2 separate regions of the Mus musculus genome follow, and region 2 is linked to region 1. A link is a contact called in public HiChIP or PLAC-seq data. All regions are on one chromosome and are shown on one strand. The core of a region is the stretch at or near the end of the contact, and the rest is flanking DNA. Distances in the headings are between cores, read along the strand shown.

Region 1 (4,101 bases), core at 607-3,106:
CTTCATCACCAAAGGTTTTTTGTTTTTGTTTTTGTTTTTTGTTTTGTTTTGTTTCCTTTTTGAAAACTCTGAGCTAACTTGATGTTCACAAATCAGGAAGTCTGATTTCTCAAGTCTGATTTCTCTCGGAGGTGGTTACCAGATCTGGCAGAGACACTGGAGCCATGTTTCTACAGGTAGGTAATTGGCAGGAACACAGGCTTTCTGGTTGATCTCACTTCCCACACCCAGCACTCCACTCATTTGTGGCACCTGCTGTAAAGGCTTGACGGTTCTGCCCCATGGCCTGATATCACTTAAGATGCTACAAGCCCTGCTCATGCTTGTCTAACATTCACAAAGTCCCGAGTTGATCCCGGCAGCACCTCATAACCAGGGTGGTACACACACAACACCTCCCCACCCCCCCCCCAAAAAAGTAAAGAGATTCTGATATGGACCTCAAATTTGGTTTTTCTTAACTCCTTTTAACCAATTTTGATCAACATATTTGGCTTCCGATTTCATGTGGTCTGTGTCATGGACCATTTACACACACCAAGTCCATTACACTCCAACTTGACCCAACTGCAGAAAAACTAGGTAGCACTATACTGAACTGGCGCCTCTGCACACCAGGGAACAACATAAGCACAGTAAGGCTGGGGTTAGGGCTGGCAAACCAATGCACCCACCGGGTTCATTTCCAGAACCACAAAAAACCAAAAACAAAACAAAAACAACAACAAAAAACCTCTGTCAGATTACATGCTTCCCAGGGGTGGAGCCAAGTCCTTCCTTCCAACACAGCCTGTGACACTCCAAGGTGTGTAAACAGAATCCAAGTTCACTATGCAGCCTTTCTTACATTTTGAGACAGAACACTCAGGTCCGTAAGACCTCTCCGCTAGAAAAAAAAGCATTTTGTAAATTCAAGATAGAGAAATGTCAGTCATTTTCAGCAAATGAGGCCTCCAGAATGCTGATGCAGGCATGCTGTTAGTCCACGTCTAAACTGTTGCAGGCCTCTAAATCTGTTTTCCCTCTTTCTCTCTCATCTTCATCCCTATCGCCATTTCTAATCCCTGGTCAGAAGATACCGAAAACATTGGTCAAGACACCATTAACTTTCAACCTACAGTACAAGGATAATATAATATACCGTCACAAAGTTTGGGGAACCAGAATTCACAAAGGAACTCGCAGCTACAGGATCGCCAACAATTTGTCATTTTTGAGGACAAAGCGTCCTAAGGGACCTTCCTGTCATCTTTCCTTGGACCCCACCCCCAGATGTGGGAACCTACCTTCTGAAGCATCCTCTATGCAGAGTAGGGTAACGGGGGTGGGAGGGACGCGGTGTTTGGTTCACACTCAGCCTCAGGCTGATAGCATGAGCCCCTTAGCACCTGCATCCCGCCGAGCCAGGTGGGCAGGGATGCGGAGGGCGCGGCTCACCTACCTGCAGGCGCACGTTGAGCATCATGGAAGCCACGATGTAGAGGTAAGGAAAGTTGATGCGCAGCCGCCAAGCCAAGTCAAAGAAGATGAGCAGCGTGCGGGTCAGCCCCTTGCAGAAGACCCCATAGGAGCGGGCGGCGGCCGAGCGCGACAGCCGGACAGCCAGACCCGACAGAGCCGTCGCCATATAGAGATCCGCGGCGCCCCCACTGCCCGCCCGCCCTCCCTCTCCGCGCCCCGTCGCCCAAGGCCTCCTCTCCCGGGCCGCTGCTCAGCGCTCAGCGATCTCAGGGAGCAAGGGAGACCGCGGCGAGGCCGGCAGGAGGGCGGGCCGCGGGGGAGCCGAGTCTGCGCGTCACTCTCCGGAGGCGACTCCACCAGCTACCACCTGGATTCCCGGCCGGGCCGCGCGGCCTGACGTCACAAAGCCGGCCCGCGCCTGCGCAGGCAGCAGACTCCGCCTCCCGCCCCGCCCCGGGCCGCCCCGCCCCTCGGGCGGCTTTCCTGCAAGTGAAGTGCGCATGAGTTGGAGACTAGGGTTGGCTGCGTTGCATCTGGCGTCCTCTAATGGTGAAGAGTTGAGAATAACGACACAGGGAAAGTGGCGTGGTGGCGCTAGCCTGTTAATATTCCAGCACTCAAGAGACTGAAGCAGGAAAAACATGAACTCAAGGCTGGCTGCTCCTCCAGAGGACCCTCAGTTCAGTTTCCCGTACCCACACTAGGTGGCTCAAAATCCACCTGTAGCTGGCTCCAGGAGAGCCAATATCTGACCTTCCTGGGCATCTGCACTCATTCGCACACACACCACATCCAAATAAAAATCAATCTTTAAAATATAACAGAAAAGAGATGATGCCTGGGTATGGCCACAGGTACTTTATAACACACATATTCCTAAAAATGGTTACAGTGAGACCAGCAAAATGGTGAAGTAGGTAAAATGCACTTCCCATTGCTCCAGAGGATCTGAGTTCAATTCCTGAGACCCTCATGGTGGAAGAACACAAGTGACTCTAGGGTGTTGCCTTCTATGCTGCTCATTTATTTTTGTTAACGTGACACAAGATAGACCAGCAGTTCTCAACCAGTGGGTCGCGACCTCTCTGGAGACCGAACGATCCTTTCACAGTGGTTAGCCTAAGACCACCTGTATATCAGATATTTACATTACGATTCGTAAAATTAGCAAAACTAAAGTTATAAAGTCGTTGTGAAATAATTTTATGGTTGGTGGTCACCACACGAAGAACTGTATTAAGGGGGTCGCGCATTGGAAGGCTGAGAACCTCGTCTAGAGTTATCTAATTCCTAGAGTTATGCTGGAAAAAGGAACCTCAATTGAAAAACTGCCTCCATCAGGTTGACCTGTAAGCGATTCTGTACGGCATCTTCTTGTTTGGTGATGGGTGTGAGAGGGTCCAGGCCATAAAGGGTGATATCAACTCAGCAGCAGCCTCCTGAAACTGGAATAGCAACAGGTTAGCGCTGCCACGCCACGTTCCCTGTTATCCTCAGCTTCACCATTAGAGGGCGCCAGGACGCAACGCAGCAACCCCACTCTACGACTCACACATGTAAGAAAACAAGGTAAACCTGGTGGTCCGTGGTGGTGATGGTGCATGCTTTTAACCCCAGTACTCAGTAGACAGAGGCAGGCAGATCTCTGTGAGTTCGAGGTCAGTCCAGTTTTTAGACTGAGATCCAGAACAGCCAAAGCTACACAGAGAAACCCTGTTAAGAAAAGAAAAGAAATATAAGGCAAAGGCAAATAAATTCTTTTCTCCCCACCTTGTTTTTGGTAATAGTGTTTAGCACAGCAGTAGAAATCAAAAAACACATCTTCCCATCTCCTCCAGCCTGCTGTGTTACATGCATGTATACACACACACAAACACATAAACTAAATAAAATGTGACTTTTGTACTGGCTGGTTTTGTGTGTCAACTTGACACAAGGTGGAGTTATCTCAGAGAAAGGAGCTTCAGTTGGGGAAATGCCTCCATAAGTTCCAGCTGTGGGGCATTTTCCCAATTAGTGATCAAGGAGGGGGGGGAGGTCCCCTTGTGGGTGGTGCCATCCCTGGGCTGGTAGTCCTGGGTTCTATAAGAACTCCATTTTATGCCAGGTACCCATCTTGCTACACGCTAAGCTGTTTGTCTCTGATTCCAGCCCCTGGAAGATAAGTTCCCAGTAACCTTAACTCAGTGGCCCCCACCCAAAATGTATGGCCGTGACTATCTACTTGCTATGATATGACTATCTGCATTTCTGGCTTGATACAGCTTGCTTATACAGAAACTAGAGTTTCTTTAGCCTTCATGTAGACCCCCTGTAACTGTAGTTACAAATAGTTGTAAGTCACTATATGGGTGCTGGGAACTGAACCAAGGTCCTCTGTAAGAGCAGTAAGCATTCTTAACTGCTGAGCTATCTCTCCTGCACTATGAAAGTTGTTTTTTTTTTTTTTTCATGCTCATTTAGTTAACCTGAAGAGAATGATGCAGGAGGAGAGAATGGACCCACATGATCCAAGAAGTGGGTCAACAACTTTTTCTAAAGCTTAGGATATGGTGGTTCACACCTGTAATCGCAGGATTTGGGCAGCTGAGGCAGGAGGATTGCCTGGAGTTCCAGGCTAGTTTTAGCATTGTTACTTCC
Region 2 (4,101 bases), core at 490-2,989, 320 kb after region 1:
TCACCCCCTCCTCCATGGCTGGAAACACTCCCTTTGCCAGCGAGCCTCAGGACTGGCCTCTTTCCCAAAGATCTAAATCCAGAGATTGTTACAGTATATATTCCCTCTCTTTGTAAACTTGATCAGCCAGAACAGTCAGTTTGAATCCTGAGGCTCCATTGTGAGCACAGGCAGAAAAAAAAAAAATCCACCGTTAGCTGCCATCTTCTACACCCAAGGGCCCCACTAGATTTTAGGAGTTACAGAATTGGAAGACTTCTTCATGGGTTAAAGAGCATTATGCGCCAAGGGACAAATGGAAACTTTAGAGGAGCAGAGCCCAGCGAGGCACAGAAATGCCAGGGGGAGAAGGCCAGGCTCAACTTTCCTCTGAGGTCCTCGTGCTCATATGGGCACTACAACTGTGGGTAGCACTCGCCAGCCAGGAGCATGGTTCAAAGGTGCCATCAGAGAACTTCCTGCCTGATAATAATACCCTGCCATGTCAGATCTCCATCATGTCCCTCACAAGCCCCTCACACACCCTACCCTGCTCTGTTCATCTCTAGTGTTCTTGCTTTCTTTAGAACCCCCATTGCATTCCCCAACTCTAGATTTCCAAACCTGCACATTCATCCTCGGAACCCATCAACTCATCAGTTACACATTTTGTCTTTCAAACCGGTTGCCAGGTTGGAAGGCTGATGACCTCACAGGCTTCCGCCCCTCCTGATTGGAAGAGCCAAACTCTGTGGAGCTAGGCAGCAAGGTGGACAAACACCTTCTCAGGGCTCTCCTCCACTACTGACTTCTCCCTAGACTATAGGAAGAACCAGGAGTGGATTCAGCCAGAGTCCAGGAGGAAGGCAGGGTAGACACGAGTCTAGGATTCATAGAAAGGAGGGAAGAGAGCTATGGATGCCAGTGAAATTTCCTCACAGTCTGGGGAACAGTGTCCCCAGCTGAGCACCACGATAGCCTCACCAGTGATGGATGGTGCTATCCCAGCATTATCAGGTGAAGTTACCAGGGTGAGGAGAGATGTGAGTGGGTGGCAGGAAGGAGGAAGGCCATAGGAGTGAGGATCTCAGGGCTCTGGACGCCAGGAGAAGGAGAGGGCAGGCAAGTGGCAGCCATGTGGATGTCACAAAGATTGAAAACTTATAGAGCAAGGAAGGGGGATGAAGGATTATAAAAAGTTTTCCTCAGGAGACAGATTTCTGAGTTTGAGTCCAGCCTGGTCTATAGAGCAAGTCCCAGGACAAACAGAGATATACAGAGAAACCCTGTCTTAAACAAAACAAAAAACACAAAGAAAAAGAGTATATTTAATTAAGTTTTTTTGTTACTGTTTATTTGTTTGTTTGTTTGTTTGTTTTTACTAGGTATTTTCTTCATTTACATTTCAAATGCTATCCCAATAATTAAGTTTTTAAGAAGGAAAAAAGTTTTAACCAAATGGAGAAATGATGTATAATGGGGAAGAGACTAAGGTTGCAAATGGGGGTAGACAGAGGAAAGGAGAATCTACCACGTTTCAGGGATAAGTGAAGAGAACACAGTATATACATTGCAGAGAGAACAAACAAGGAGAATGGTCTTGGAAAAGGGATGAGTGTAAGAGACAGGGTGACCCCTAATCCTCAGAACAAGCAGAAACATCAGTCTGTCAGTTACACATGTTTTATTTCAAACTGGTTGCCAGATTGGAAGGCCGATGACATCATAGGCATCCGCTCCTCCTGATTGGAGGAGAGACACTCCATGGTGGCAGGCAGCTCGGTGGACAACAGCATCTTCTTGGAGTTTTCCTCCACTCTTGACTTCTCCCTAGATGGGGGAAGGGACGCCAGGCGTGGATTCAGCCAGAGTCCAGGAGGAGGGCGGGAGAGATCAGAGTCTGGGATTTGTGGAAGGGAGAATACAGGTTGGGAGAATCGTGACTGCTGGCCAACTGTCATTGTGTTCTGAGGAACAGAGCCCTCAGCCTGGCATCACCAGGCCCTCACCTGGGGTGGTGGTAGATGGGGAGAGCTCAGGACTGGCAGGTGAGGGGACAGATGGAGAAGAGATGGGAGAGGGAGACAGTAGGGAGGAGGACAGGGAAGGAAGGAAGGAAGGAAGGAAGGAAGGAAGGAAGGAAGGAAGGAAGGAAGGAAGGAAGGAAGGAAGGAAGGAAGGAAGGGCCTAGGACGGAGGCAGGGAGGACAGGGTGGTAGACTCAGGTGTCACATGGACTAAGACTCTGTAGAATGAGAAAAGAGGTTAGGCACTAAGAGACAAAGACAGGACAGAAAAGAGGAGACCCAAAAAGAGATTTCCTTTTTATGGGACAGTATCTCTCTAATGAGGAAGAATCTTGAGGGACATGGAGGGGGGACAGTGACAAAGTGAGGGAGTAGGTGGCTATCAACCCGGGGGGAACTGCACAGTGGTTTGGGGAAAGGCAGCAGCTGAAGAGGTTTGGGTGTTTGGAGTACAGTGGGCAGAGTGGAGATCATCAAGGCCTGAGCTTCGCACTGGGCGGGCTTTCTTCACATAGAACCAAGGGTGGAAGCCACTCCCCAGCCTCCATCCAGCATCCAAAAGAGGAAGAGGGACGAGTCATTAGATTCTGAGGATGACCTGGCAGAGCTATTTGAACCTGATCCCCAGCCAGTGTGGTCAGTGGAGATGCTGTGCGGACTTAGGATGAGGCTGAAGAGGCGACGTGTGTCTACAGTGAGGCCTGAACACCACAAGGTCTTCACCAAGCTGCTCGGTAAGAGACGCCTACACAGCTCCCTCCTTAAGCAAACGAGGGACCTTCTAGTCAACACTCTTCCCTGTGGGAAAGCTGCCCTCACAGCCCCACACTCGGTCAGCTTCGGTGACTCATGTTTAATCGATTCTTAGGGTCACACGGGCGCCAGGGACTTAGCTAGAGTTGACACAAGGAGACGAGAAGGTTGGTGCTCACCAGGCCTCTGTCACTTGGCTCTTTCTTACTTTGCTGGTTTGAGGTGTCTTCACCCAAACACCAACACAGTCATGTTCCAACCCTTAGATGACATCAGACGGGACTGTCAGCATAAGTGCTTCTGGCCTACGGAGTGGTGCATGTGGTACAATGAGGGGATGTCACAGTCTACTGAAGCATCTTGGTCCTGGAACGCAGTGGGTAGCTTGGTTGCAGAGTCTTGCTTAGCACATTCGAGATGCTGGGTTGATCCCTGAGCCGCATGCACATTAACTATATCTGAAGTGTGATATGATATGCATGCCACTGATACTCTAAGCTTTGCTCGGTGCCTCCTCTTTGGAGTCTCAGATGAGACCATTGTCCCTTCCTCTTCTGTTTTACTCTCCTACAACTAGCCGTAGGCTTCCCATTATTTTCCTTTGCTTTAAACACCATGACAAAATGGAACTCAAGGAGGAAGGGATTTATTTTGGTTTATGCTTCCATGTCAAAATCCATCACTGAGGTGAGCTGGACTTCAAGCAGGAGCTGAAGCAGACACCATAGAAGAATGTTGCCTATCGGCTTGTTCCTGGCTTCTGTCCAGCTAGCAAGACCACCTACTCAGGGATGGTACCTCCCACAGTGGGCAGTGGCCCACTATGTAAATTAGCAATCATAAAATTTCTCCAAAACATAGCCACAGGTCAACCTGATTGAGATAATCTCCAAACTGAGACTCCCCAGGTAATCCTGGACTGTGTTAAGATGAGAGCAAAAGCTAACTAGAAGATGTCTGCCAACGTGACAGATACATAAACCTATCACCTTAAGGCATAACCTTTCCTTTCCTCTTTGTCCCCAACACCTTATGGTTATATAATATAAAGAGTGCACAACTTTAAAAGACTCACTGTTTTTTGAAAAATTCTAATTCTTTAAAATGACCTGGAAACAGCTAAAGTCGTTTAACTATGGGAATCTGGGATCGTTCATAATCTTATTGCTCTAAAGGGCGTGAGCAGGTCCTACTCCTTCAGCTCCATCCCCTGCATCGCACACTGCTTGTCTCATAGACTTAGTAGGTCCACACCTGTTACAGTCTTTATTGGTCATCACCTGGTCCTAGCATCTCCAGTATCCTGGTGCTCCCTACTGCAACTGGGTCTGAAGATTGACCA

The links. HiChIP or PLAC-seq counts read pairs in DNA pulled down with a chosen protein or histone mark.
Region 2: an HNF4G HiChIP or PLAC-seq map of pancreatic cancer cells shows a contact between it and region 1. The contact joins the promoter of Spdye4a here to the promoter of Fam220a in region 1. A contact is called at or near these places in 2 of 115 datasets of contacts at active chromatin or transcription factors (bone marrow-derived macrophages and pancreatic cancer cells).

Annotation. Positions count from the first base shown.
Region 1 is chr5:143,546,475-143,550,575 of GRCm38.p6, reverse strand. It overlaps Fam220a (family with sequence similarity 220, member A), which reads right to left and starts at 1,856. Exons shown (of 2, transcript NM_133703.5): 1 at 1,442-1,856.
Region 2 is chr5:143,223,520-143,227,620 of GRCm38.p6, reverse strand. It overlaps Spdye4a (speedy/RINGO cell cycle regulator family, member E4A), which reads left to right and starts at 1,739. Exons shown (of 7, transcript NM_029048.3): 1 at 1,739-2,027; 2 at 2,522-2,740. The coding sequence starts at 1,814. It overlaps 4930448H16Rik (RIKEN cDNA 4930448H16 gene), which reads right to left and starts at 629. Exons shown (of 5, transcript NR_040700.1): 1 at 604-629.